2 separate regions of the Mus musculus genome follow, and region 1 is linked to region 2. A link is a contact called in public Micro-C data. All regions are on one chromosome and are shown on one strand. Each heading gives the region's core, a stretch centred on a gene start, on an enhancer-like site or on the middle of the called end of the contact. The rest is flanking DNA. Distances are from core to core; before and after follow the strand shown.

The links. Hi-C and Micro-C count contacts between places; a contact is called where the count stands out from the background.
Region 1: a Micro-C map of embryonic stem cells shows a contact between it and region 2, with 5 times the contacts expected there. The contact joins the promoter of Sox3 here to the promoter of Atp11c in region 2. A contact is called at or near these places in 4 of 39 promoter capture datasets (cranial neural crest, embryonic stem cells, hippocampal neurons and 1 more), 6 of 484 Hi-C or Micro-C datasets (embryonic stem cells and neural progenitor cells) and 1 of 115 datasets of contacts at active chromatin or transcription factors (astrocytes).

The regions. Positions count from the first base shown.
Region 1 is chrX:60,891,425-60,895,440 of GRCm38.p6, forward strand. It overlaps Sox3 (SRY (sex determining region Y)-box 3), which reads right to left and starts at 2,006. Exons shown (of 1, transcript NM_009237.2): 1 at 1-2,006. The coding sequence starts at 2,006. The coding sequence ends at 654. It overlaps Gm38438 (predicted gene, 38438), which reads left to right and starts at 2,229. Exons shown (of 3, transcript NR_155290.1): 1 at 2,229-2,328; 2 at 3,178-3,457.
Region 2 is chrX:60,402,071-60,406,119 of GRCm38.p6, forward strand. It overlaps Atp11c (ATPase, class VI, type 11C), which reads right to left and starts at 1,935. Exons shown (of 30, transcript NM_001037863.2): 1 at 1,735-1,935. The coding sequence starts at 1,761.

The DNA of each region.
Region 1 (4,016 bases), core at 756-3,255, 490 kb after region 2:
ACCTGGAACAAAATAACCCCTTCCCCACCACCCGAACGAAATGCGTACACGAAATAGCAAATAGATCACTGCAGAAATCACAAACTCAACAGCCTAAACGCGCACTGGACAGAGCTGTCCCGCGGCCAGGGGCGGCAAGGCGGGAAACACACGCACACCTGGCTATAAATTAACATTGGCTTTAGCTGTCGCGCCAATTGGCGCGGCCAGCACCCCCCCCCCAAAAAAAAGCCAGAGGAAAACAGAAGCAATACGACTGGGGGTGGAGGCATTGCAGTTCTTGGGGGCGGGCAACCTCACTCAGTTCTCGATTAATAGCAAACTAACAAGACATTTTCAACTGCAACAGAAGAACCTAGGAATCCGGGAAGAGGAAGGGGCCGCGGTTTCTCCGCAAACACCACAGCGATTCCCAGCCAGAGGGGGAGGGAGGGGCAGTGGTCAGAAGCCAGCGGCTCTAGCAAGTCCCATTTCCGCTGCTCGGGACTTCTCGCTTTTGTACAAAACCCCGACAGTTACGGCCAAACTTTCGGTCCTCCTCATCTTCGGTACAAGGCAACGGTCCCAGGCGAGCAAAGCTAAACAGCAAGGCGTCCCAACGTGGGGGGTGTGGGGCGGGGTGGGGGCGAAGAGCTGGGAGCGCGGGCCGGAGCTCAGATGTGGGTCAGCGGCACCGTTCCATTGACCGCAGTCCCGGCGCCCTGGTAGTGCTGGTGCACGCCGTGCAGCCGGCCGCCTGGGAGCGGAGAAGCGGCGTCGGCCGCGTCCCCGCCAGGTGGCAGGTACATGCTGATCATGTCGCGCAGGTCGCCGAGGCACGCGCGCTGCGAGTGCGAAGCGATGGCGGGCGGCGGAGAGCTGGGCTCCGACTTCACCACGGAGCCCATGGGGCCCAGGCTCATGGCGGCGGCGGCGGCGGCCGCGGCGGCAGCGGTGGCGGGCTGCTGCCCGTAGGCGGCGGCGGCGGCGGCCGCGGCGGAGGGCGCCATGCCCCCGTAGCCCGAGGCGGCGGCAGCGGCGGCGGCGGCGTTCATGTAGCTCTGGGCGCCGGGTGGCATCATGGGGCTGTACTGCAGGCCGGCCATGTCGTAGCGGTGCATCTGAGGCAGCGCGGGTGGCGGCGGCGGGCTGCTCATGCTCGGGGGCTGCGCGTAGCCCAGCTGCTCCTGCACGAGCGAGTAGGCGCCGTTGGCCCAGCCGTTCACGTGCGTGTACGTGTCCAGGCGCTGGCCCACGCCCACCGGGCTGCTGGCGGCGGCGGCTGCGGCGGCAGCGGCGGCGGCTGCGGCGGCGCCCGGGGGCAGGAGGCCGCCGGGCAGCGAGTACTTGTCCTTCTTGAGCAGCGTCTTGGTCTTGCGGCGGGGCCGGTACTTGTAGTCCGGGTACTCCTTCATGTGCACCGCACGCAGTCGCTTGGCCTCGTCGATGAACGGCCGCTTCTCCGCATCGGTCAGCAGTTTCCAGTCGGCGCCCAAGCGCTTGCTGATCTCGGAGTTGTGCATCTTGGGGTTCTCCAGGGCCATCTTGCGCCGCTGCCCGCGGGACCACACCATGAACGCGTTCATGGGTCGCTTGACGCGGTCCTGGTCGCTGCCCCCGCCGCCACCACCACCACCGCCGCCGTTCGCGCCCCCGCTGCCCCCGTTGCCTGCGTTCGCTCCGCCGGCTGGGTTCGCGCCACTCTTGCCTGCAGCGCCGGGAGCTGCGGGGACGCCGGTGCCCGCGGCTGGGGTGGGCGGCCCCACGGGGTTCTTGAGTTCAGTCTCCAGCAGGCTGTACATCGCCGGGGCGGGAAGGAGGTGCGCCAGCGTGGCGGGAGGAGACGGCGCTCCGGGGGCTGGAGCGGCCACCGTGAAAAGGCCGGGGGACTCCGTCGGAGTGGTGCTCAGGGGCCGGCGGGCCGGCAGCTCAGGCGGGAAGGGCAGGCTAGCCGAAGGGCTCCGCGCAAAGTCGGCGGGAACTCGCGGGCTTCTCTCACCTGATGCGTTCTCTCGAGCTGGTCGCATTCGCAGCTTGCCCGGGAAGCCTGCCCGGTCCCTTATATACCTGCTCAGATCCGGGAGGGTTGGGGCTCGGTCCGCCCCCTCACCACCCGTGGGCCTCGTGATTGACAGGCTCGCCGTGATGAGTCCTGGCCAATCAACACCGAGCCCCCTGTGGCCCAGCTTGGAAAAAAAAGTTCGGGGAGCCCTTTCGTTCACCCTCCAGACCCCTCTTGGGTCGAGTGACGTGATGAGAGCTTTTTCAGGAGGCGGGAGTCCACGAGACCCGCTCTGAGACCACCAATTAGGGTCTCAAAAAGTTTGAAAGAGCGAGAAACCCGAGGAGGTGAGGGAGGAGGGGGGAAGAGGGCGCGCGAGCAAGCGAGACTGGGGGGAGGAGGGGCAGAGGAGCGCCCGCGGGGTTCGGAAACAACTTTGCAGACTCGACTAGGCTGACCAGCGCCCCATCCCATGGCCCACCTGGAAAGCTCCCCGCCCGCCGTCTGCACGGAGGACCTCCAAACCCTGCTGTTGCCAGCGCTAAGGACACTGGGGACCTCTAGCAGTCCAGGCATGCTTGGGACGTTGAGTGTATAACGGAGGTGCGCTACGCTGAGCCACTGAGAAGCCTTCCTTGGAATTGATGGTAGCCGGTTGCCTGAACCCTCCACCCCGAGGGCCACTGCGTGCAGGACCGAGAGAGGGGCGGGGGCCGGGGAGCGGGACTGCTAGCGCACCTGGCTGTGAGGCTCCATGGGGGGTTTGCCAGTGCGAGTGGGGAGTGGCCTCGGCCTGTGCCCGGGGGAGGCGCTCGAACGTAGCTCCTGGGGAGCGGGTTTAGGATGCAAAGGGCGAACGAGCCTTCACTTTTTCGCTCTGGGCCCCTGCTTAGAGGCCCCTTTTTGTCTCTGCTGTCTGGCCATTTCGGGTTTTCCAGTCCGATGCTCCTGAGGGGGAGGGTCGGGCCCCTTGGAAAATCCGTTTTCATGGCAACACGGAGCCTCTCGCAGTAAAAGAAAAGTTTGGGGGGGGGTGGCCGGAGCTGAGCCTAGGCCTTGCTCCGGGTGCACCGCCCCTCCTCCGACCGCGCACCTGCTACGACCGCTGCGAGCGGCTCTCGGCACGCAGCCGCGCTCCCCCCCCCCCCCAAGCGGGCTGTGCTAACAGACTCTGCTTCTCCTTTCTTGTTTTACAGCCTTTCTGACCGAAGGCTGGAGAAGCAGAGTGGGACCTTCAGGCACTTTGTTGGGTTATCTGCCAAGGACTACCATCTAGAGAAACCTCCGCTGCCCGGAGAGGGAACCCGGACATTCTCCGCTGCCAGCTCAAGCAAGTGGCATGGCGTTTGAAAACTCTTGAAGCCCTCGGAGGCTGCTGGAGGGAATAGGAAGCCATCTGGGCAGATGTGGCAGAAACCGAAATAAGGTGTCCGCGCAGTACTGGATTCCCGCTTCCTCCTTTAGCTTGGTGGAAAGGTGGGAAACCTAAAGAAAAGCACATGCCCTAAGTGTGTGTGTGTGTGTGTGTGTGTGTGTGTGAGAGAGAGAGAGAGAGAGAGAGAGAGAGAGAGAGAGAGAGAGAGAGAGAGAGAGAGAGAATTCCAGGCGTCTAGCTTTTCAGCGATAATACTAAATGAGGTGATTTGGGATGCCTGTACTCCCGGCTTCTGTCTCTTTCTCTCATGCACTAATTAAAAAGTAAGCCGCCAACGTTTGCAGGGCGCAGACCAGTTCTGTCCATTTGTGGCCACAGGGTCCGTTGGCACCCGAATCTTGCTTTCTAGCCGGCATCAGTTCCAGAAAGTTTGTGGTCCTGGTTCCTTCCTTTTAAGTTTGTGTTCTACCTGGTCTGAGCCGTTTCCTGCCAAGGATATCAGTAAATTAGGTGGGTGTAGGGGGTTTAAAGTCTCTGGAGACTGTGTGGGGATCTATGTTAGTAAGTGTGCACGCACACGCACGGCTGAGCTGGAAAACATGTTTCAGAACAGGGAATGTTTCAGCAGGCCCCACCTGCACTCGTTTTCTTGGTAAATTG
Region 2 (4,049 bases), core at 685-3,184:
TTTTTACAGATACAATGCAGAGCACTCTTAGCAAAAGAACACCAAATGGGAAGTGCTTTTGGGTCAACACCGTTTGTTTAATTCCAAATGTCCAAAGTCTTCAAAAATGGGATGTCAGCATCTTTACTTTATGAATTTAATATGACCCAGAGAGCAGCTAGTGTCTAACATATGAGTGTCATGTGGAAAGGCTACCCTTTTGCTGAGCACTACAATTAGCTTTCGTGTCGCCTTTCCCTTTTTATCGCCCCAAAACAACACTTCCAAATCACGAGAGCCTATGTGAAACAGAACTAGGAGGTACAATGCTCTTTTACAGTCTCAGGCGAAATGTGAGAACAAATGTTAGTCACTTGCTTCAGCAAAGCATCCAACACAATCCACTGCCCATGGCTCTTGAGATCCTGCATGTACACACCGTTTCCTGCTCAGTGCCACAGGTAATAATTACCTCCACCTCCCTTTGCATGTTTCTGAGTGAAACAGACATCTGGCAAAACCTAAAAAGTATTAGTATACTGATATCCTAAAAGGGGATGCCTTAAGTGTGATTAAGCAGGGGACATTTGTGAAAGTTTCAGATATGGGGGGTGGGAAATGACAGCAAATTGTTCTGACCTATGAAAAATATGTCAGCAATGATTTAATTAGAAATGACTCCACAAAGTTACCAAATTGTCAAGTCCTTAAGTCTATCCTAAGACGGAATGGGGAAGCATTCTGCATTCTCCCCCTTAACTACAGGGAAAAAAATAAAAATTTTAGGATGATGGCTTTCTTTAATATCCGTGGCAGAAATAAAATCCTATTCCCTGACACCTCTTCTGGAAATTAGGGGAGTTGCTACAAACATCCTTTAAGTAAACTGCTCTACTTTACTCAGTTCTTAACATACCCTCTGAGTAAACAGGTTAATCCAAAAAGTCAATAGCAGCCAGAAATCGCTCCCTCCCAATCCCGTGCCACACTCCCCACAGAAATACAATTCCCTTTTCTGGGGGGCTTTAGAGGCGTGGAGAAGGTGGTCGGAGGAGTTCAGCTGCCGGGTGGATTCCAAGCCTGGAGCAGAGGGTGCTGCTCTGCGAGGCTTGAGCCCCAGGGTCTGTAAAGCTGGAACAGGCTCCCGCCGTCGCTGCTGGCCCCAGCCCATCGTGCCCACAGCCCTCGCTCTTTCTGTCACCCTCAAGGTGAGCTTGGAGGCTGAGTCCTCAAAGTTTGCCCAGTCTCTGGTCATCGGCCATGGCCCGGGCGAGGCTGAGCCCTGGTTTAGCCTCCGCTTCTCTCAGCCCCCTAGCTCTTCTTTTGGGCCACAGTGACAGGTCTAGGTTTACCTCCACGTGCTCGTGGCAGAGGAAACAAAAGAAAGCTTCCTCCCCGATAATTCAACGCCATCTTCCACTAATTGGGAAACTGAGCCCCCCGCCCCGGGGAGCCCCCCGCCCCGAGTTCCGCGCGTCTGTCACTCCGAGGCGATTCCCCAGGCTGGAGGCAGAGTTCCTCAGAGCCTCGGGGAACCTCAGCTGAAATGTCCCGGGGCAGGGGTGGGACGCCCGAGAGCCCCACCTGCCTCCCCACCCAGGCCACCCGGGGCGCCGGGTTTCCGCTAAAACGCAGAGGCGGGGGAGGGGGCTGGCGCGTCCCGCTCGTCCCCTCGCCCAGAGACTGCGAAGGAGCGGCGGGGGGCCAGCGAGCGGGCCACCGGGGTACGCGTGGAGCCGCGGCCAGTGTACTCACCAAACGGTTGAGGGTCCGGCGGAACATCGCGTCCGAGGCTGCGGGGTGCCAGGCTGGGCTCCGCTGGGCTGTCTGGGAAGGCGCCGTCCACAAAACACACTGCGGCGTGGGCCCGCGGCGCAAAGCGGACAGCTAGCTCGCCTGCCCTGTCGCCAGCCCGCTGCCGCCTGCCCTCCTGCCGCCTGCCCTCCTCGCCTCTGCGCGCCCCCGCCCCCGGCCGCCCAACCGCCCGCCCGCCCGCGCGCTCGCCGCCCCGCCCCGCCCCGCCCTCCCCGCGACCCGCCCCCAGCCCCGGCCCGCCCGCCTCGGGGGCGGCGGCCCCGTCGCTCCCCTTATCTGGCCCCAGCACCGCCCCGCGCTCCCGCCGCAGCCCGCCTCGCAGCGAGCCCGGCGCGCGGGGGAGGGATGGCGGACCGGCCGCTGCTCAGCCTGGCTCCCCGTCAGCGCCCGCCTCGGCACCCCGCGCCTCACGCTCGTCCTGCCGCTAAGCCCCCGGCCGAGTCCCCACTCGCCCGCTTCAGCGGTCGCCCGTCTCGGGCGTCCCCGCGCCTCGCCTGGCAGGACTCCCAGGGGTCTGTGAGGAGCCACGGTCTCCCTCACCCCGGCCCTAACTCGTCCGTTGGCGCCGCTTCGCTCGCAGTCCTTCCTCGGCCCCGCGCTTTCGCCCGCCCAGCACTTCTGGCTGAGGAGAGCCTCGGTGCGGCCCGCCTCGAGGCTTCCAGGCGTGCCCGCTTCCTGCCCGGGAGTGGCCGCTCTCTGAGGGACGACTCGGGACGAGCCGGGGACTAAGGGGACCCTGGCGCGGGCGGGCGGGCGCGGCGCGGGCGGCTGGAGTAGTTACAAAAGCCGCCCCCTCCAGGCGTCCCTCTTGGGTCCCACCTAAGCCGTCTTCACCTCGCAGTTGGGGTTGGGGCTTTGGGGCTTTGCGTTCCCTGTCGTCTGACTACCCCACCTAAGCCCGCTTACTTCCACTTTCTCTAGGAGGTTGTAAAGTCGGGCTTTGTGTCGTTGGTGCTGCGCAGCGGGGCGGGATTTCCCTGCCACCCTCTCCTTGATCGCCCGCCCTTTTCCACGCTCCTGGGGCACCCTGGGAGTTGTAGTCCAAGGGTTCGCTTGGACTGATATTGTGGGCTGGGAGCTCCCCCATATGCACGGCTCCAGTCAGTTCACAGGGTTGCAGAGGGAAGCTGCCCGAGGTTCTCCCTACCAGCTGCGTGCAGAAATCAGAAACACTGGGTAGATTCTTAGCTGTGGGAAATGTGATGAGGATAAATTACATAAAGCCCCGAATGCTGAAAGACTTTCCCAGAACTCAACATTTACGCCACAAGAAATCTTGCACGCCCTCAACTTGCTAACTTAACATTTGCATTTACAAAAGTTTAAAACTTAAAAATGAAAGCTTGGTCAAGTATTCCCTTGAACCTGGACAGTTCTCTCTGCTCCCACCCTTTTTTTCCACTACCTTCTGAGACCCGGCCCTAGGCTGTGAGCTGAGAACTTTCAAATTCTTCTATAAACATGTTGAAGAAGTAGGTAAAGGGAGCTCTTCTCTACGGAGAGGCGAGTTCTCTCAACAACCTGGAAAGGTTGGGCTCAGCTATTCCCTCGACCTAATGTGAACTCCTGAAGGGCTTTTATTGTGAGGCGGCTAGGGCACTACCACATTTTACCCCTTGAAGGATAGTTTGATTTCAGCATTTACTTGGGTGTTTTTTTTTTATTTGTGTGTTTGTTTGTTTCCTAGAAACTGGAAACAGCAATGTGTTAAAAGACCTCCCTAGTAGGCCGAAGTGAAGTTACAAACTACAAACACATAAAACCTACACATTTGAATGTAATGATTTCTAATGTCAAAGGAAACAGGGGAGAGGATAATGTCTTTACAAAGGATCCGGGGAAACTCCTGAAAACCATGCAATTTTCACTGGGCGAGACCTATAAACAGAGCTGCAGGAGATTAACCCAGGCCTAGGAATGTGGGAAGGCTTTGGAGGAGCCCAGGGAACAAAGTCCTGGGTAGAGAAGGAGAGGTCAGTTGAAAAGTACAGGGCAACCTACGAAAAAGAACACAGCCACTCTGTCAAGGCAGGAACCAGGACACATGTGGGCGGGGCATTACAAATGAAAGCTAAACCCCTAAGCAGCCATAGAAACAAGCTATGAAGTTTGACCTTGTTTCTGTGGTCAAGGAGGAGCCCAAGCACAATAAAGTGCAAATGCAAGAGATTGAAATTAGTTCCTGAAAGGTCCTAACTGCCTAGAGGGAAAGTCCAGCATTTCTACTTTCCCTACTATGACTCTCCGTTGCCTTA